Linked DNA regions of Pan troglodytes: region 2 is linked to region 1. A link is a contact called in public Hi-C data. All regions are on one chromosome and are shown on one strand. Each heading gives the region's core, a stretch centred on a gene start, on an enhancer-like site or on the middle of the called end of the contact. The rest is flanking DNA. Distances are from core to core; before and after follow the strand shown.

Region 1 (4,844 bases), core at 286-2,785:
CTACACTTTCAGGAAAAACAAATCCTTAACATGGTCAGCAAGACACTATCTGGCCTGCCCCTGCTGACCCCCTTGCTCTGGCTCCTTATTCCCAACCATATTGGACCTCTCTCTATGGCCCTGAAATTCTCAGTGTTCACTACTACCACAGGCTATTCCCCCTCCTCCCTTACCAAGGTGTATATAGCTCATCCTTTAAAGTTCAGCTTGAAATAATTTTCCAAAGGAAGCCTTCCGTCATGGATCCTACTTACTGCTCTTAAGGCACAGTTCTGATGAATGAGCAGATACCAGTTAAGAAAAGCAGGGTGAGAGGGGAATCATGAATGATGGCAGTGACCCTATCTGTTTCGACCACTTCTGTACCACTGGCACCTAGTATTCAATAACTACTCAAATGTTAAATGCGCCTACCAACCAAAATTGAAGCTCAGTAAAGACTGTTCTAACCAACCGAATAAACCACATTCTGTTAAAGTTTCTTTTTTATATAATCCCAAATATCAGAAGGGGCCTCTCATTTATCACAGCAATTCTTTCTACAACTCCCTTGGCAAATGGCCGTTCAACCTGTAATGGAGCTCTTCCAATGACAGGGACCGCATTAACCAACAGTCCTAATATTGGTAAAACTGAAAAGCAATGAAGTTAGACATTGGCAGCACTCCAAATCCAATTAAATTGGAGGTGTGGATTAGAGAGTAGAAGGTTGACACTGGGTACTACAGAGTATAAATGATTTTCTTTAAGGGAATCTTTTAAGGAAGAAAGCTCAATAGGCCTTAAAAATGAGAATGGAAAGAAATGCTAAAGGGAGCATTTCTGGAATTCATATATTTTAACTCCCGGTCTTAACATCTCTCACCCAACGTTTATTAGAGGAAAGTCAAATGCTGGGCATCAGCTACCTAGAAGCGATTTTTGAATTAGCCTAAGAACGGGGAAACACGGACAGGAAAGTGCCATCCCTCAAGTTACACCCCCAATCCTGGAGCCACGAGTTGGGGCCCAGGGACTGCTAGGCCCCTGATACCTGGAACTCCAGGGTGCACTTGGTGCCCTGAGCGATGTCCTCGTAGAAGCACTGCTTGGCGTTGTCAGGAAGCTCGAAGGTGATCTCAGAGGCGCCGCCGGGTCCAGGCACCAGTAGCAACAGTGCGAGCAGCCTGCACCCCCAACGGCCCGCGACGGCCGCCCAGCGCTGCGCGGACCCCGGCCGCGGCATCCCGAGAAGGCGGCGGCGGCCTCAACCGAGCTGCGAGACGCAGGGTCAGGTCTGCGCGGACTCACGGCGCGCGGCACGCCTCAGCGCAGGCCACCCCGCAAAGATACACAGCACAGCAGGTTCACGCCTGTGGGAGATTCGGGATCAGAGCGACCCTCCGGATTCCTTTGAGGGGCGCAGACGGGCGCACCTGGGGAGGTAAAAGAGAAGCGGAAAAGGCCTGAGAGGGTCGGAAGTGGGGATTAGCCTTTGGGGGGGTGAAGGGGCGGAGCCTGAGACACCGGCTCCCGTGACCCGGATGTGTTCTCCTCCGGGGACACGCGTTGGAGTGCGTACGTGGAAGCCCGCGAGGCGTTGGCTCTGCCTCCGTTGCAGCCTGGGACGAGGGGCGGGGCCAGAGTCGTGGGCGGAGAGGGGCGAGACCAGGAAACGGGGCGTGGCGGCCGCCGTGGTTACAGGCGGTTGGCGAGGGTAATTACGCTCCAATCACTGGCTTTTTTTTTTTTTTTTTTTTTTTTTTTTTTTTTTTTTTGAGACAAGAGTCTCGCCCTGTCACCCAGGCTGGAGTGCAGTGGCGCGATCTGCGCTCACTGCAACCTCCGCTGGGAACTTAGCGCTGGGGAGCATCTAGGGAGTGGTAAAGGGCTCATTTTGCCCTAGGGTGCTAATCTTTGGTGGTAGAGCGCTTTGCAATTTGCAGAGTTTTCTCATAAGTAATAATAAATATTTGGGGGAAGCAGCTGGGCAAGGAGCACGAATTCTAAGAGCAGACTGCAGGAGTGCTTAATCCCTGCTTTGCCACGTACTGGCTGTGTGACGTCCGGCCACTTGCTTAAATTCTCTGCCTCAGTCTGTATCTGTAGAATGGAGATAATAACACCTACCATAGAGAATTATTACAAAGTACCAATATTTGGAAAAATTACCTAGAAGTGGTTGGTACATAGCAAGCACTAGATGAACTTTTGTTAAATTAAACGTCACAGTGCAATCAATAAATTACATACCACAAGATAGGCAAAAATTTTAATTGTAACAATAACAGATATTGGTCGACTTATAGAGCCACAAAACCTCTTATACACTGCTAGTGAAAAAGTAAATTGGTTAATCAAGTTGGAAAACAATGTGCCATTATCTAATAAAGTAGAATATATGTATACACACACAGAACACACACACCTATATACAGTGTGTGTGTGTGTGTATATATATATATATGGCCTGGAATATGTAGCCACAGCCTGGAAATTCCATTTTACATATATTTATGGAGTATATGCTTTAGAGCAGTGGTTCTCAAGTGTTGCTCTGAAGACCCCCAGAAGCCTCTTGAAACCCTTTCAGAGGGTATGTAATGATCTGTATGAAGCTGGATTTTCATTATATATTTCAACCAAAACAGCATAACAGATTGAATATCAAAGGAAATGAGCACCCAGCTTCTTCCTTAAATCTAGATATGAAAGATTTACAAAAATAAGGTCACTCTTCTTGCTAAATTTTTATTTGGAAAATATTTTTATTAAAAGATGTGTTATTTATGTAAATGTGTGCAGTGAGTTGAATTGTGTCCCCCTAAAAAATACATGTCCAAGTTTCAACCCCTCCACCCCTGTGAATATGATTTTATTTGGAAATAGGGCTTTTGCAGATGTAATTAAGTTAAGGCCCTCAAGATGAGGTCATCCTGGGACTTAGGGTGGGCCCTAAATCTAAAGACTGTTATCCTTATGGTATGGTTTGGCTGTGTCTCCACCCAAATATCATCTTGAATTGTAGTTCCCATAATCCCCACATGTCACGGAAGAGACCCGGTGAGAGGTAATTGAATCATGGAGGCAAATTTTTCCCATGCTGTTCTGGTGATAGTGAATAAGTCTCATGAGATCTGATGGTTTTATTGTAGTTCCCATAATCCCCATATGTCATGGGAGGGACCTGGTGGGAGGTAACTGAATCATGGGGGCGGGTTCTTCCCATTCATTTATGTTTCCCATAAAGCAGTATTTGTGTTTATAATGCATTATTTGTGTTTATAAACACATAATGCACGTATAATGCATTATTCATGTTTATAAACATTGTTCATGTTTTATAACAGGTAGTTAGCTACATGAGATCTCGTGGTTTTATAAAGGGCAGTTCCCCTGAACATGCTCTCTTGCCTGCTGCCATGTAAGACGTGCTTTTGCTGTGCCTTCACCCTCCACCATGATTGTGAGGCCTCCCCAGCCATGTGGAACTATCAATTTATTTAACTTACTCTTTGTAAATTACCCTGTCTTGGGTATTTCTTCATAGCAGTATGAACATGGACTAATACACCTTATAAGAGGAGGGAAGATTTGAGATGCACAGACACAAAGATACAGGGGCAGGGTGGGGGGAGGGGAATGGCATACTGAAGACAAAGATACAGATTGGAATGATATGTTCACAAGTCAAGGAACACCAAGGATTGCCCATCGCTATGGGAAACTAGGAGAATGGCTTGGAACACCTTCTTCTTCAGAGCTTCCAGAAGGAATCAACCTTGGCAATACCTTACTTGCAGACTTCTTGACTCTCCAGCTCTGAGAGAAAAAATTTCTGTTGTTTCAAGCCATCACATTTGTAGTAATTTGTGATGGGATCCTCAGGAAACTAATGCAATATGTAATGGGTTTATTGTTTATTTTAAATGAATTATCAAATATTTTTAAATATCTCAGATCTCAATAACCTTTATTGGACATTTTTTAATTTGAAAATTTTTATTTAATCTTTAATTTTTACGATTCTGAGGCCCAGCTGAGCATGGTGGCTCACGCCTGTAATCCTAGCACTTTAGGAGGCTGAGGTGGGAAGATTGCTTTAGCCCAGGCATTCAAGACCAGCCCGGGAAACATAGTGATACTTCCTCTCTATAATAAGCTTTTAAAAATTAGCTGGGCATGGTAGCATATGCCTATAGTCCCAGCTACTTGGAAGTCTAAGGCAGGAGGATTGCCTGAGCCTAGGAGTTTGAGGCTGTAGTGAGCTATGATCACACCACTGCACTTCAGCCTCAGTGATAAAACCAGATCCTGTCTTTAAAAAAACAAAACAAAACAAAACAAAACAAAACTCTGAGGCTAAAAAGTACGAGAATCACTACTTTCAAGAAGCTCATGCACAGGTATACCAGAATACGTATACAAGACTACTAAAATCCAAAGCCTGGTAACAGTCTCAACTGGAAATACCCCAGATATCTATAAATGTAGGTGTATGTAGGTATATTAAAAAAATGGGACATAACATAACAATGAGAATGAACATTATTATAGCTACACAGCACAACATTGGAGAATCTTACAAACATGATGCAAAAGAAAGGGGCAGAAAAAAATCAGCATATAAAGGCTGACAACAAGCAAAACTGAACAATCCCATTTTCCCTAATATGTGGTGAAGCTATACAAAAAAGCAAGAGAATGATTATCTCAATAGTCAGGAGAGCAGGGAAGGATGGAGTAATAAGTGAGAGGCAACACAGGGTGGGGAAAGTGGGGGGCTTCCTTGGTGCTGGTGATGCTCTTTTTCTTGACATAGGTGGTGGTTACATGTATGGTCACTTTATATTTACTTACTATTA
Region 2 (4,877 bases), core at 805-3,304, 210 kb after region 1:
AGTGAAGCAGGAAATATCATGAGTTATGCTACCAAGGATGAAGTGTAAGACAGTGAGAAACTAGAGAAGGAAAATAATTTAATTACAGCTGCCCTCTCTTTTTAATTTTAAAGGTGATTTGCTTGTAGTTCTGAACCCGGATGCACATTAGAATCAACTAGGGAAACACTTACTCCCCAGGAAACCTAACATACCTCCAGTGCCAAAACCTTGGTCTGTTTCAACAATCTTTCTTCTGTAGATTAAAACAAAGGCTGAGGATACAAAACAGTTAAGCTGCTTTCATCATATTATCCTCAACAAATGATGACAACCACAAGGTAGGAATAGTTAGAAACTAAGTTTTATATTGGAGAGGCAAACTCAAATGCTAACAAGAGCCAGAAAATAAAAATCTCATCCTTAAATGACAGTTCAATTTGCAAAAAAATACTGTCCAGACCAAGAAAATATGCCCTCGGGCAATATTTAGATTGTAAGCCATTTTTTTTAGCTTTTGTTTTACACAGCTATCATCAGAGTCCAGTAACAAGTTTTGACTAAGACTGTTAGACCTTAAAAAGAATCTCCGGAAGTCCGCTCTTGCCTATAGTAAATTGGAAGAAAAAATGCAACAAAACACTGTAAAACCTGCAGAATTATTTTGAAGATTCTAGTGGCTATCCATGGAAATACTCATAGTGCATCACGTGGAAATGGGAGTCTGATATAAAGGGGGAAGGGGGGCAGTCTTGGGAGAGAATTATCCTCCACAGTAGCAGAAGTTGAAGAAAAGGCAATGAGACCAATGTCTTTTTTTTTTTTTTTTTTTTTTTTTGAGGCGGAGTTTCGCTCTTGTTGTCCAGGCTGGAGTGCAATGGCGAGACCTCCGCCCACTGCCACCTCCGCCTCGCGGGTTCAAGCGATTCTCCTGCCTCAGCCTCCCGAGTAGCTGGGATTACAGGCGCGCGCCACCACACCCAGCTAACTTTTATATTTTTAGTAGAGATGGAGTCTTACCATGTTGGCCAGGCTGGTCTCGAACTCTTGACCTCAGGTGATCCACCCGCCTCAGCCTACCAAAGTGCTGGGATTACAGGCGTGAGCCACCGCGCCCGGCCAGAGACCACTGTCATCTTAAGACAGAACGGGGAAAACGTCTAAGGACGAAATCAGCCTCTCTGAATCGAGGATGCTTATATGCTGCTTTTCCCATAGGCAACTCTAACTCTACACAGAGTGCTTTAGAACACGTAAGTTAGCAATCTCTTTTACAAAGGGAAACATTCTCAAGCAATAAAGGGTTGAGGATAGCTGGCTCAAGCAATGAAATAACTCACAAAGGTTCCAAAATGTGTTTCTTAAAAAGGTAACATCTATGCCTTTAGCTTTCCCTTAGCAGTCTTCATTTTGCGTTAAGAATTTGGTTTTTGGTTTAAGGAGTGAATTCACAACCAACTGGGAGGGGGAAAAAAGCAAAAGCGAGTTAAATTGGAAGGCGTGAATGCTAATCCAGGCTTTGCCAATGACCATCCCTACACCATAAAACATTACTCAAATAATTAGCTCCTGTGTTAAGTACCTGGAATTACCGAGACCACCCCCCCCCCACTCAGCTCCCTCCTTCCTTCAAAGAGCTCGCAGTATGGCCAACTCAAAAAATACAGTATAAAATTAAGTGTGGCAGCCAAGTATCAGGCCCTACACCGACAGACAGAGATGGTACTTTAACACTCAACTTAAAGGCCTTAAAAATCAAAAAGTACACTTCTTTTCTTCTGATGACTGGTCAAAATGCAGGTCTAGGACAGGCGCTCCTCTAAATTTTGCTTCTTTACTGGCCGCCACCCCTAGTCGGATGCAATCTGAACCTCCCGCCTCTCTGCCCGGAAATAAATTCAGTTACTTTTTTTCTTGGTGTCGCCAGCAGGTTCCTCTGTTCCCGGGGAAACTGCAGCGGAAGACGGGGGCTCCGGGGTGGTTGTTTCTGGGGAGACATCCGTAAGTCCTTCCCCTCCAGCAGCACTTGAGGGAGGAAGCTGCAACACAGACTGCGGCTCCTCCGCCATCTTGCTTGGAAAGACTCGAGAGCGGAAGTAGCGACTGAGCGCGTGCAGTGGGCGTGCTTTTTCTCCAGGGAGCGTCGCAAAGGAGGCGCCGGAGTAGGGGGACGCAATTACACAGTGAAACTTGGTGTTCCCGGCTAGTCATTCAAATCGAAGCTGTCGCAGACCTCTGAACGTTAGTAACGCAACATGTGTTTCTCCGCGACTACAGACCTCGGGAGAGGAGCGGTGGGCAACGTGTCCGTGCTCGGTCGAATGCGCACACTCCCGTTAGGCCGCTGGCTCGGACCTAGAAATGTTTCCGCTTTCCTTAGTGCCTGCCTCGCCCAGGCCCCGCCCCTTGGGCCCCGCCCGACGGCTCGGGAGCGCGCGCGGTCGCGTGCGGGAGGGGGCGGGTGGGGAAGGATCGCAGGCGAGATTACGAGGCGAGGCCCGCGCGCCCGCCCCCGCCCTGGCCCCCAGTGCCCACCCGGTCGGCCCGGCACAGCCATGATCAAGGCGATCCTAATCTTCAACAACCACGGGAAGCCGCGGCTCTCCAAGTTCTACCAGCCCTACGTGAGTATCCAGCCGCCGCTGATCCGGGCGAGGGGGAGTCGTTGGCGACGGGCAGCGCCCAGCGCGGCTTTCTCAGAGCGACCCCCTCCGGCGCGCTGCGGCCCTTGTCGCGTCCCGGCCGCCTGGCGCTCGCCAGCTGTCAGCCTCCCGGTGGGTGTGGACAGGGTGCCCACCTCCTTGCCGCGCGGTCAGCCACCGACGTGGCTTTGCCCGGGCGGTTCCTCCGCCCGTCGGTGGGCTGCATGCTTTCCTGGCTGCGCGGGCGAGGCCTTGGAGACTTCCCGGCGCCCGGCCCTCGCCGATCGGGCAGCCGCAGCCCAGCCGCGCCGCGGAGCCCTGCGCCCCGTCCCCAAGAGCCCACCCCGCGCGGCTGCCTTCCTGCCGCCCGCGGCTGCAGTTAGCCCGGGAGGAGGAAGACGGCGTGGAACTCGTTCTTCTCGCCCCCCTCCGCCGACTCCCATCCTTTCCAGGTGGACTTCTTTCTGTTCTTTGGACAGATGGGCTACCGTTTTTCACTGTGATCCTCTCATAGCGCAGGAACTTTGGCTTCCTGCGTTTGATAGATAACTGCATGTTCTGTACAGTCTCTCTTCTGTATGTTTCGATACGTGACAGACTCCCCAGTGTGACTTTCAGGTGTCTCCTTATTGAAAAGGAAGATATGTGAGGACCTAATATTTTTATCAGGCTTTTTACCAGCTGGCTGCAAATTATTTACCCTCGAAGTAACCGGCGACGTTTGTAGTTGACTGATTGGAGCTGTGGTTCTATACCTAAAAGTTATGATTTCAGCTTCTGGTTTGGCATTTTTCCACGTATGGGAATTTGCCCTCATTTATAGTTTTTTTCTATTTATGAAGAATAGTAGCATTTGTAGAACTTCTCTTTTAGACGTGTAAATACTGTTTAGTATGGACAAGTGCAGGAGGCATTAAGGTAGTAGAGATAAGTGATTTGTTGATGATCGAGGAAGGGTTTTATAGAGTTATGTGCTTATCTGAGGGCAGAATTCGCTAGCTGAAACACATAAAATTGGACTCCCAGTGGTAGGATTAATGTGAGGTATAACTGTTGTGTGGTATTGTGGCACTTTGCTTATAGCAAGAAATGAGCTTTCAATTCAGTTTTGAAATTGTGCCAAGGCTAACACTTTTATGCAGATAAGTCCCAGATGGAAATCAATCTTGCCATTACAAAGTAAATGTGAAAATGTCAGTTTGCCTAAAATGATAATGCAGTCTGGAGGTGTTAGTTGAAGTGAGAAATCTTGAGCTTATTCATCATTTTTTTCAGTTGTTTTGCTTTTGCTAGCTATAAAGAATATTTTCTGCTACTCGTGTGTGGTTTTAATTTAGTATAACTTGAATACTAATGGTCTGTTTAAAAATTCTACATCATTCTTTAATCCAGATTAAATTCTAGTTGATCCTCTCGAATGGGAAAAAATGCCATTAACTTTACCTGTTTGTTAAAATATTGTACCAGCTTTTATTGAAGGAGTCTTTGTCATAACCATTTTGCCAGTGTCATCCATTTGCAGTGTAAAAAAGGTATGTTGCAATAGTAAAACAATTCAAAAAATTATTTTTCCATATCTAAACTTAAGCAATATTCAAAATAGTGGGTTTCCTGGCTAATCCATATAATCGGTGTATACTACTCGTATAGTGTATAATTTAACTATCTATTGAAAAATGCATTTAATTTAGAAACTCAGGAATCTGTCTTTCCCTTGTCCAAAAGTGGGAACAAAGTATTGTTTACCATCACTTACTAGGTAGCAGTGACGGTTAATGTGGGAAGTGGCAGTTGTGGCAGGAGTGGCAGCTCTGGTGGCATTTTTGGCCATTGTATGAGTGACAGTGCCACTGAGGGCACAGAGCTAGAAGATATAAAAAGAAGAATCTGGTGGTCACTGGCCGTGTATAAGTGGAGTATGAGAAGTTGTTTCTGTGTATTAAGTTTCTATAAGTTGGGTTTTGCTGAGTGTTTTTTTGTCTTTCAGGAATAATTTAAGATTATTTATTTATACATTTGCTTACTCCACTAGACCATAACCTTTTTGAGGGCAGTTATTTTTTTTCAGTCATTCATTCCATCAGTTTGTCAACGGATAAATTTAATTTATGCCTACCATGTGCAGGCACTGTTTTAAAATCTGAAGATGAACAGATAACTTTCACTCTTGTGTGAGAAACATAGCGCTATTAAGGAGTAGGCTATATTATAGCATGCCAGATAGTATTATGTGCTGTGGAAAAAAAAATAAAGCGG

Evidence for each region. Hi-C and Micro-C count contacts between places; a contact is called where the count stands out from the background.
Region 2: a contact with region 1 is called in a Hi-C map of stem cell-derived neural progenitor cells, with 7 times the contacts expected there. The contact joins the promoter of ATG12 here to the promoter of TMED7 in region 1. A contact is called at or near these places in 4 of 7 Hi-C or Micro-C datasets (blood, induced pluripotent stem cells and stem cell-derived neural progenitor cells), 1 of 1 datasets of contacts at active chromatin or transcription factors (stem cell-derived excitatory neurons) and 1 of 1 other capture datasets (stem cell-derived neural stem cells).

The regions. Positions count from the first base shown.
Region 1 is chr4:113,336,148-113,340,991 of NHGRI_mPanTro3-v2.0_pri, forward strand. TMED7 (transmembrane p24 trafficking protein 7) reads right to left here and starts at 1,536. Exons shown (of 3, transcript NM_001204309.2): 1 at 1,034-1,536. The coding sequence starts at 1,225.
Region 2 is chr4:113,548,664-113,553,540 of NHGRI_mPanTro3-v2.0_pri, forward strand. It overlaps ATG12 (autophagy related 12), which reads right to left and starts at 2,055. Exons shown (of 4, transcript NM_001251998.1): 1 at 1,886-2,055. The coding sequence starts at 2,048. AP3S1 (adaptor related protein complex 3 subunit sigma 1) reads left to right here and starts at 2,093. Exons shown (of 6, transcript XM_001148407.8): 1 at 2,093-2,603. The coding sequence starts at 2,235.